Linked DNA regions of Mus musculus: regions 2 and 3 are each linked to region 1. Evidence: chromatin contacts called from public HiChIP or PLAC-seq data. All regions are on one chromosome and are shown on one strand. Each heading gives the region's core, a stretch centred on a gene start, on an enhancer-like site or on the middle of the called end of the contact. The rest is flanking DNA. Distances are from core to core; before and after follow the strand shown. Region 1 has its middle 16 kb from the start of Gm39609. Region 2 has its middle 3.6 kb from the start of Gm51939. Region 3 holds the start of Ehbp1 (EH domain binding protein 1).

Region 1 (2,700 bases), core at 200-2,699:
CCTCCATATCCACACCTAACTACTCATCCAGACCCACACCCTTGCTAACTTCATGAAAAAAATCCCCCAATTTTACCATTTTCAAATTATCTTCTCCCTCTTTTCTTCACATTGTACCATAAGTAGAACATTCCATTCTGTTTATGATTAAATACTCCAGTATGCTGTGATCCAAGTCTACCCAGAAACCTCATCTTCACCTCACACCCCCAACAGAGAGAAGAGTACTACAGCTTCTCTGTGCCTTATGACTTTTCCTATCAACATACAAGTAAACTAAATCTTTCTTAGAAAGAAACAAACACGATGTATAAACAAGTCTTTCTGGACCTACTGCCCCTCTCCAAACCAGACTAGTATCTCTTGCTATGACCTTTATGTCCCAGCAGGCACCATTTGCAATCACCTTGCTCATAGATAGAACATTTTCCACCTGAGTCCCTCCTTGTAAGAACCTTCTCAGTTACCCACTTTGTCTCTTTCCCTTTATGGTGACTAGAAAAGACAAGATTCCCTGGAATGTATTAGGAAAGCAGCAGAGAGACTTGGAAAAAACGTTTCTAGCTTCAATTAGACTTACAATGTCTGTTGAGGCTCACCAGCTTTATAGAGCTGTGGGCTTTTTACTGTTCTTTGGAGAAAGAAGAACCGATTACAAACTTATTTCTTTGAGAGCTCATACTAAACTATGGTACGTTTTTGTAACCATTGCCAAGTTACTTTAAATTTGTGTTTTGGTTCAAGGGCAGACTATATATTGGTTAGGATGTATTCCCAGCTGATTTATCTCCAAAAAGGTTTGCCCAGGGTTTGCCAACTTCTGAACATCTTTCCTTGTGACAGCATTACATTACATATATATATATATATATATATATATATATATATATATATATATATACTCCACTGCTTCCTAAACGCTTATGCCCTTACCAAGGACTCATCCTGAGTTATATAGCCTTGTTAAGAAAACTTTCCCCAACAAATGGCTGGTTCCTCTGGCACTGCTCATACAGAAGGGAATACTCGTCTTGCTTCTTTCTACTTGGGAATCCCACCTGATATACATACAATCCTTAAGACTGATTAGTGTTGTCAATCAACAACAAGCTTTCTTTTCTTTGGTGAAAGGAGTTAAATGTCTCGAAGGCTGCTTCCACAGTCTACTCCAGGACCAAGCCCACAACACGCATGCCCAAGCAGTCACACCAAACCCACGAATACACATGCCCCAGCAGTTGCTTCCAGCTTCTTTTGTATTCCAGGCCAGAGGACCACTCAGGGAAACCCAGCAGACCAAGCTGATGAGCACTGGAGCTGCAGCAGGGCCAGTGGTCTGAGTGCCAGCGAAAATCACAGCAATCTTGGAAACCTCCACAGGCTTGGAAAAAAAGATCCAGGATGCATGGCAAACCAGCTACAGCAGCTGCATTGTTTCAGTGGAACAGCACCACATAGAGGAGGTGCCTAGCTGAGATTTTAGAGGCTTAGGCATAGAATTTTCATCTCATGCCCAGACTTGGGAGAGATGATAGTCACAACCTCAAAAGTCTTGGCTTTCTGAAGCTTTGGCTGGCCAAGTTCTGGTTGTCATGAAGTCTTCCAGCTTTGAGGTCGGGGTTAAGGAGACAATACTGAATAGGCTAAGGCTGTGTCCTTGTGTAAAAGTCACCCTATTGCTGTCTGAAATGTCACATGATTCCTATGCAGGAGGCTCTGCACTGTTACTTGGATGACTTGGAGTTCACAAGCACACTAATGCCAGCGCCTCCTTTGTAGTTCTAATTCCTTTCACTGCTAACAAACAAAGAGCACAGAAGCTGGGAGGGAGTCCATGAGGTTCACTGAGCAGTGGAGGTTGGCAACTTACCCAGAGAGGACCCCTCATGGGCAGAGCATGTCTCTTAGCTACAGCAATTCTGTCAGCCAGAGTCCATTCTAAGTTAAACAGAGACGCATAGAGTTTTTTGTTTTTGTGGGGTTTTTTGCTACTTCTTTCTGAAAAAATGTTTGTTAAAATTACATTTTGATTTATTTATCTTGTGTGTATGAACATGTATTATGGCACATGTATAGGATTCCAAGGACAACCTTGAGTCAGTTCTCACCTTCCACCATGTGGGTTCTAAGAATTGAAGCCAGGTGATCAGGTGTGGCAGCAGACCATTGAGACCCTGCTAATGCCATGCCTCTTTAAGCATACATGTGTACAGCATACTTGCTGCTTGTTTTTAGTGTTCTGAATTATTATTATTTTTTAAGTCAGCACAATTGGTGGTTTGAATGAGAATTCCCCCCATTGGCTCATATATTTGAATACTTGGTCCCCAGTTATTAGAACTGTTTGGGAAGGATAAGAACTTGTTGGAGGAGGTATATAACTGGGGCTGGGCTTTGAGGTTTCATTTCAAATCCATTCCAAATTTTCTCTCTCTCTCTCTCTCTCTCTCCCCTCTCCCTCTCCTTCTCCTTCTCCTTCTTCCTCCCCCCCTTGCTATATGAGCTCTCAGCTACTGCTCCAGCATACCTATCTGTTACCATGCTCCCTATCAATAGGGCCATAGGTGCTAACCCTGTAAGACCTAAATGAATGCTTTCTTCTATAAGTTGCTCTGGTCATGGTATTGCATCACCTCAGTAGGTGACCCATCCAGCAGGTCCAGTTATTCGAGGATCTCGAGGGGACCTCCTCCTAATAAC
Region 2 (2,700 bases), core at 72-2,571, 130 kb before region 1:
TCCCTAGCCCATTCCTAGACACCAGGGGTCAATGAAAAGAAAAAAAGAAATATATAAAGAGGAAAGGAAAGGAGAGGTATGGTAGAGGAAAAGCTTATTGTAGATAAAAGAGAGAGTGAGGCAGACACATCTGGGAGAGTCCAGAGTGGACTGAGCTGGCACATGCAGGGAGATGGGACACCAGGTGAAGCATCTAAGAGGCTAAAGGTACAAATGACGCTGGTGACCCAAATAGCTGGATTATAGTGAAAAACTTCTGTGGGGAAAGACAGCTCAGCCTCTGGGCTGGAGAGCTCAGGGCAGAGGATGGGGTATGCCAGCCAAACCCTGTAACAGGTAGGGACTGAGAGAACAGGGACAGGGAAAGTCTGGAGGCCAGGTCTGCTTTGCTATGTAAATAGACTCCTCAGCCATCTGTCCTGGTTTGAAACCTAACAAGGAGTCATTCAATAAATTCATTTGAAAGGCATAGATGATGGGCATGGAGCTGGGGCTGAGTCTGGAAGGACAGGACTTGTCCGGTGTCTAGGAGAAGGGAGGATCTTGTGCCCAGCACATGGGGCTGGGCTTCCTGCTGTTTGCTGACAACTTGCTTGCAGAAAAGCATTTAATGGCTGGGCTCCTTTTCCAAGTGCTGATTGTGGTCAGCCCATAGCCTTTCAGTCCATCTGGCAGAGGGATACATAGCCTCATCAGCATGCCTTAATCCTATCAGGACACAGAGTCCAGGATCCTGGCATTCCACAGACATGGGAGAGAGGAGGGGCGAGTGGGTGCTGGAGGGGGTTGGGGTGGGGTGGGGGTGGAGCAGTCTGAAGCCCCAGGCCCCTAAGCAGAGCTTGGTGAAGTTTTAGCCCCAGCATCGGGTAACTGAGGATATGGAGGGAGTACAGATTTTTTTTTCTTTCAGGAAATCTGGAGGAATTTGGAGTTCTTTATGGAATGTGGGGATAGTTTGGCTCATTGATTATTTATGCAGGCTTTTCAAACATTTGCATAGAACAAGCTAACCTTTGCAGGGCTGTCAGGTGTGGTGTACCTTGTAATCCCAGCATTTGGAAGACAGAGGCAGGAAGCTTGCCATCAGCTTGAAGCCAGCCTCTCCACACAGCAGGTTCCAGTCCAGTCAGGGCCATGTCAAGATCCTGTCTCAAAGAGAGCTCTGTACATTTTCTAGCAAAAGTGCCAGACTGTCAGTGGGATCCAAATGATTCCACAAATAGTCCTCTTTAGTAAAAAGACGTGGCCATGGGAAGCCTCGGCAGAGCCTCAGGGCCTGCAGCCCACACGACAGCTCCTTCACAGTCCTTGTCCATTTTATTCCTGCAGACATTGGGCTCAGAACGATTTTAGTTCACTACTAAAGAATAAACCCAGTGTGTGAAGGATGTGTACTCATTGGGTCTGGCTGGAACCTTTCCTGTCTGGCTCCCAAATAAAGCTATTTGGATTTACTCCAAGCCTCACAGAGCTGACTGAGCTTAGGGCTGGAAGATCTGCTAGCTGACAACCTCCTTTTCCAGTTGACCAAAATTCCAGGACCATCAGGGACTCTTCAGGGTTATTTCTGGGCACTGGGTGTTAGTACCAGGACACTCCAAGCCTCGGCCTAACAATGTGACCCTTGACCTGCGTTGCCAGGACAACGACCCTCAATCCCACAACCCATTTGGCTCAGTTCCCACCCTCACTGGCATGACATCATTTTCTATATAAATTAGGAAGTCACCTCTTCCTTTCTCTCTTTTTCCTTTTCTCTGCCCTTCTACCTGCTTCGCTGCCCCCAAACCTCTCCCATGTGGAACCACCTTGGTCTGGTCTGCTGTCTGGTCTATCCACTCAAAATATTTCTAGATTAATATTATATGATATTAATTAACATACCACTGGGCAATGGGGTGGTTGATTTTGGATTTTTCCAGTTTCTAGTGTGTCACCCAATGGATGCCAAGAATTACATTAGACATCTTTGGCAAATTGAGAAAATGCTCACAACAGAATTACTGGTGTCAAGACCCTGACAAGAAGCACACAGAGGCATCTAGACTAACATATTAAAACCCACTAAACATGCTAAACAGACTGTAGAGGGTAGCAATCTGCAGTACTGAGTGTTTCAAGATAAGGTCTCTCTGTCCTGGAAATCACTCTGTAGACCTGATTGGCCGAGAACTCAGGATCTGCCTGCCTCTGCCTTCCAAGTTCTTTAAAGGCTTGTGCCACCACTGCCCAGCTTTACTGAATTTAACTTGGTTAAATTTTATTTAAGCTGCAGCTGACCAGTCGCCTTGTTTGGATTGGAGACTGAGGTCCAGCAAAAAGGAGGAGTGGCTTTTAAAGGCAAAAACCACTTTTTTTTTTTTTTTTTTTTGGATGTGCACTTCTGCAGGTGGGAGGTCGTATCTGGGGTCTTTTGCATACCTGGAATTCCTAGTCTTACAGCTTCAGGTTGCTTACAGGGCTGGCCTCAGAACTTTAAGATCTCAGCTATTACAGTGAGGATCATGCACGCTATGTGGAATGCAGGTATGTGTTCTTAGCACTGAGCCTTAGCCCAGAATTGCAAAGAAAGTCAACCTTTTCAGACCTGCCTTCTCCATCAAAAGGTCGTTAGGCAAAACGGGCATCATCATGCTATGCCAGGCCCTAACTACTTAAACAGGATCCCCTTGGTGGGCTGAGATGCTACCACCAAGTTCC
Region 3 (2,700 bases), core at 141-2,640, 170 kb after region 1:
CCTTTCTCTCATACCCCCTTTCTTAGGTACATCCCTAGCTTCCTTAATTTGACTTTACTGTTTAGTCCCGAAAAGTTGTAATTTTATTCTTCATTCTTTCTCTACACCTTAGATGTCTGTGAAACATCTAAGGCTGAAAGCAAATTTTTGTTTTTTGGATAGGATGGATATTTTCTGCCCCTTGAGAAGTCTATAGCTTTCACAGCCTCAAAAGGGATCTTGTGCTATATACTTGTGATGTCAAGGGTGTACACCTAACATCTCAGCGATCTCAGTAACCTGGATGTTGAAGCAGGAAAACCATGCTAACCTCTGGAAATACAGTTTCAGGCCATGTCAGCTGCCTCTTAATAGACGTAAACAACATTGCTCTCAAACTATTAAGTTATTTCGTCCTCTCCCTTGCCTTTAACCACCCTTTCCACATAGTCAACCACTCCCTAATCCACCCACAGCTCATACCAGAGGATAATGAGACCGCAAAGGAACACGAGAATGCAAGATTCAAAGAAATGCTGAGAATGAGGACAAGAAGAGACTGTACTGTAAACATTTATGTCCAGTTTAGCCCTCCTTGAACCTGGGGCAGGCTCCTGGCAAGGTCAGGGAAAAACTCGGAAAGAACTGAGTGAAATAAAGGCTGTGTGTGCAAAACCGCTGGCTGCTAGTGGCGCAGGAGAGGAGCAGCCAGTTCGTGGGTGGGGATGGGAGAGAATAGGAGAGAAACCACAGCACCTCAGTGTCTCTGGCAGCCGCTGGAATCAGACTCTGCTCAGTTCATACACCAGGAGCCAGAAACCCTGCCCAGCAGCCACGGCGCCTTTGACGGACAGCCACCTTCTGCAATGGCTTTCCAGTTCACTATAAACATTCTTAGTCCTCCCGCCTCCCGCTGCCCTCAACCATTCCAGGGAATGGGCGGGATCGTCCTTCGTGATTTACACTTTTTTTTTTTTAAAGAAGAAGAGGGTAGACCGGGCGGGTTCCACCTAAGGGAAAAAAAAAAACTGGGGGGGTGGATCCCCTATGACCGGCATGAAGATCTACCAATGGAGTGCCTCGCTCGTCCTAAGGCCCGCCCGCCGAGGAGGCGGGGCTCCCGCAGACTCGGCCAATGGCGGCGAGGCGGACGGAGGTTGAGCCGCCGTGGGTAGGGTTAGTGTGAGAGGTGCGGCGGGGGAGGTAATGATGGTGGTGGCGGCCGAGGGAGGCGGGGGAGGGGGATCTGGGCGCTGAACCGCGGCTCTGGCAGGGCTCGCTCGGGCGGGCGGGCCGGAGGGGGACGGTCGCTGGGCGCTCTGCCGGGGAGGGGGCGCTGCTCCGGGAGGGGGCGGGCGTCGTCCGCCCGGGAAGCTGCAGACCCCGGCTCCCGCAAACGAGCACCGCGCCGGGCTTCGCTGTTCCACGCGGCTCCAGCAGGGATGGAGGACTCGGTGGCGGTAGCTGCTTCTGAGGCGGCGGCGACCGAGGAGCGGCTCTAAGGAGGGGACAGCGGGATTAGAGGTGTGAGGAGGGCTTGGAGTGGACGAGCGGAGGGGCCGGGGTTCGGGGACCGAGGCTGGGGTCTAACAGCAAGGCTTGGGTGACAGGGACCGCAGCTGGCAACGCCTGTCTCTGCGGAGAGACAGGGGTCTGCACTCGGTGCGTGAGGAGGCGAGGCTCAGGCCGGCTGCCCCTGATGGGGGAGGGAGGCACCGCACCTCGCACTGTCCATTGGCCTGGCTGGTCATCGCTTCAAGCCCAGGCAGGAGTTTCCATTCCCCTCCTCCTGGCAGCCAAGGTGAAGGGGAAGCAAAGTGGCCTGGAGCTGGGACCTTGCCCTCTCTCTGCCGTGAGATTTCCCTCCACTGCTAGTTCTCCATCCATTTCCCTCTCCTACAGAACCAGCATTTCTCCCTGCACCCTGGTTGTGCTAAGTACATATTCAGTAGCTCGAGGCTATTCATTATCAGCTGAAAAATAAAGTTTATTTAAAAAATAACTCCTAACTGGTGGTAGATATATCAAACAGCATCCTGACTTTCCCGCCCTGTTCTTCCTTCTGCTATGCTAGGTAGGGAAGGCAGGGCCCGACTGGCATCTCTCAATTGTTGGTTCTGACAACCTGGTGTATTGCCGCCTGTCTTCGGTGTGATTTGTCATTTCTTCCTTAGTATCTTCCATCCTTGATGTTACTGGCTTTTGAGGCCGGGGTTTTGTTTCATTGTTTGAAAACCACGCAGATAGCAGAGGTTGTTTCGGTCTTATCTAACACTTCTCATGCGTCTGTCCTCATATTCTTTCTCTTTCTGTCTGTGTTTTGCTTTTCAGTTCTCCAGAACCCACGTCATATAGTCCCTGAAGTGGAATGATGATGTCTCCATGAGGGAACCTCCTCTCAGTCATCCTGTCCTGTACATCAGCTGTTCTTGACTGGGCCATTGATCTAAGATAGGATTTACCCTGTGAGACAGGGAGAAGACTTATGGACGCCAAGCATCATTTCAAGTTCTAGTTTTTGTTGAAAGTACTGACATACATGCAAGGCTCGTGTGCTTTATCAAAGCTGCTGTGTTGCTAATCCAGAACTGTTCCAGTCTCTTGGCCTATCACCATGGCTTCAGTTTGGAAGCGACTGCAGCGTGTGGGAAAACATGCATCCAAGTTCCAGTTTGTGGCCTCCTACCAGGAGCTGATGGTTGAATGTACAAAGAAATGGTA

Evidence for each region. HiChIP or PLAC-seq counts read pairs in DNA pulled down with a chosen protein or histone mark.
Region 2: an H3K27ac HiChIP or PLAC-seq map of neural progenitor cells shows a contact between it and region 1, with 4 times the contacts expected there. The contact joins two enhancer-like sites. A contact is called at or near these places in 1 of 15 datasets of contacts at CTCF or cohesin (the NIH/3T3 cell line), 3 of 484 Hi-C or Micro-C datasets (the 3T3-L1 cell line, the HL-1 cell line and uterus) and 3 of 115 datasets of contacts at active chromatin or transcription factors (embryonic stem cells, neural progenitor cells and stem cell-derived neural progenitor cells).
Region 3: a contact with region 1 is called in an H3K27ac HiChIP or PLAC-seq map of neural progenitor cells, with 4 times the contacts expected there. The contact joins the promoter of Ehbp1 here to the enhancer-like site in region 1. A contact is called at or near these places in 6 of 484 Hi-C or Micro-C datasets (cerebral cortex, muscle stem cells, myocytes and 1 more), 5 of 115 datasets of contacts at active chromatin or transcription factors (astrocytes, embryonic stem cells and neural progenitor cells) and 1 of 9 other capture datasets (pancreatic islet).

Annotation. Positions count from the first base shown.
Region 1 is chr11:22,458,175-22,460,874 of GRCm38.p6, reverse strand. No RefSeq gene overlaps it. Among named protein-coding and RNA genes, the nearest start is that of Gm39609, 16 kb to the right of the region's middle. Within about 2 kb of position 1,449, at least 27 of the 459 cell types and tissues checked have an H3K27ac peak or open chromatin away from gene starts, as enhancers often do. A contact at or near this core is called in astrocytes, muscle stem cells, neural progenitor cells and 1 more, where this site is marked.
Region 2 is chr11:22,586,697-22,589,396 of GRCm38.p6, reverse strand. No RefSeq gene overlaps it. Among named protein-coding and RNA genes, the nearest start is that of Gm51939, 3.6 kb to the right of the region's middle. Within about 2 kb of position 1,321, at least 94 of the 459 cell types and tissues checked have an H3K27ac peak or open chromatin away from gene starts, as enhancers often do. A contact at or near this core is called in neural progenitor cells and stem cell-derived neural progenitor cells, where this site is marked.
Region 3 is chr11:22,285,485-22,288,184 of GRCm38.p6, reverse strand. Ehbp1 (EH domain binding protein 1) reads left to right here and starts at 1,390. Exons shown (of 25, transcript NM_153078.4): 1 at 1,390-1,503; 2 at 2,311-2,697. The coding sequence starts at 2,594.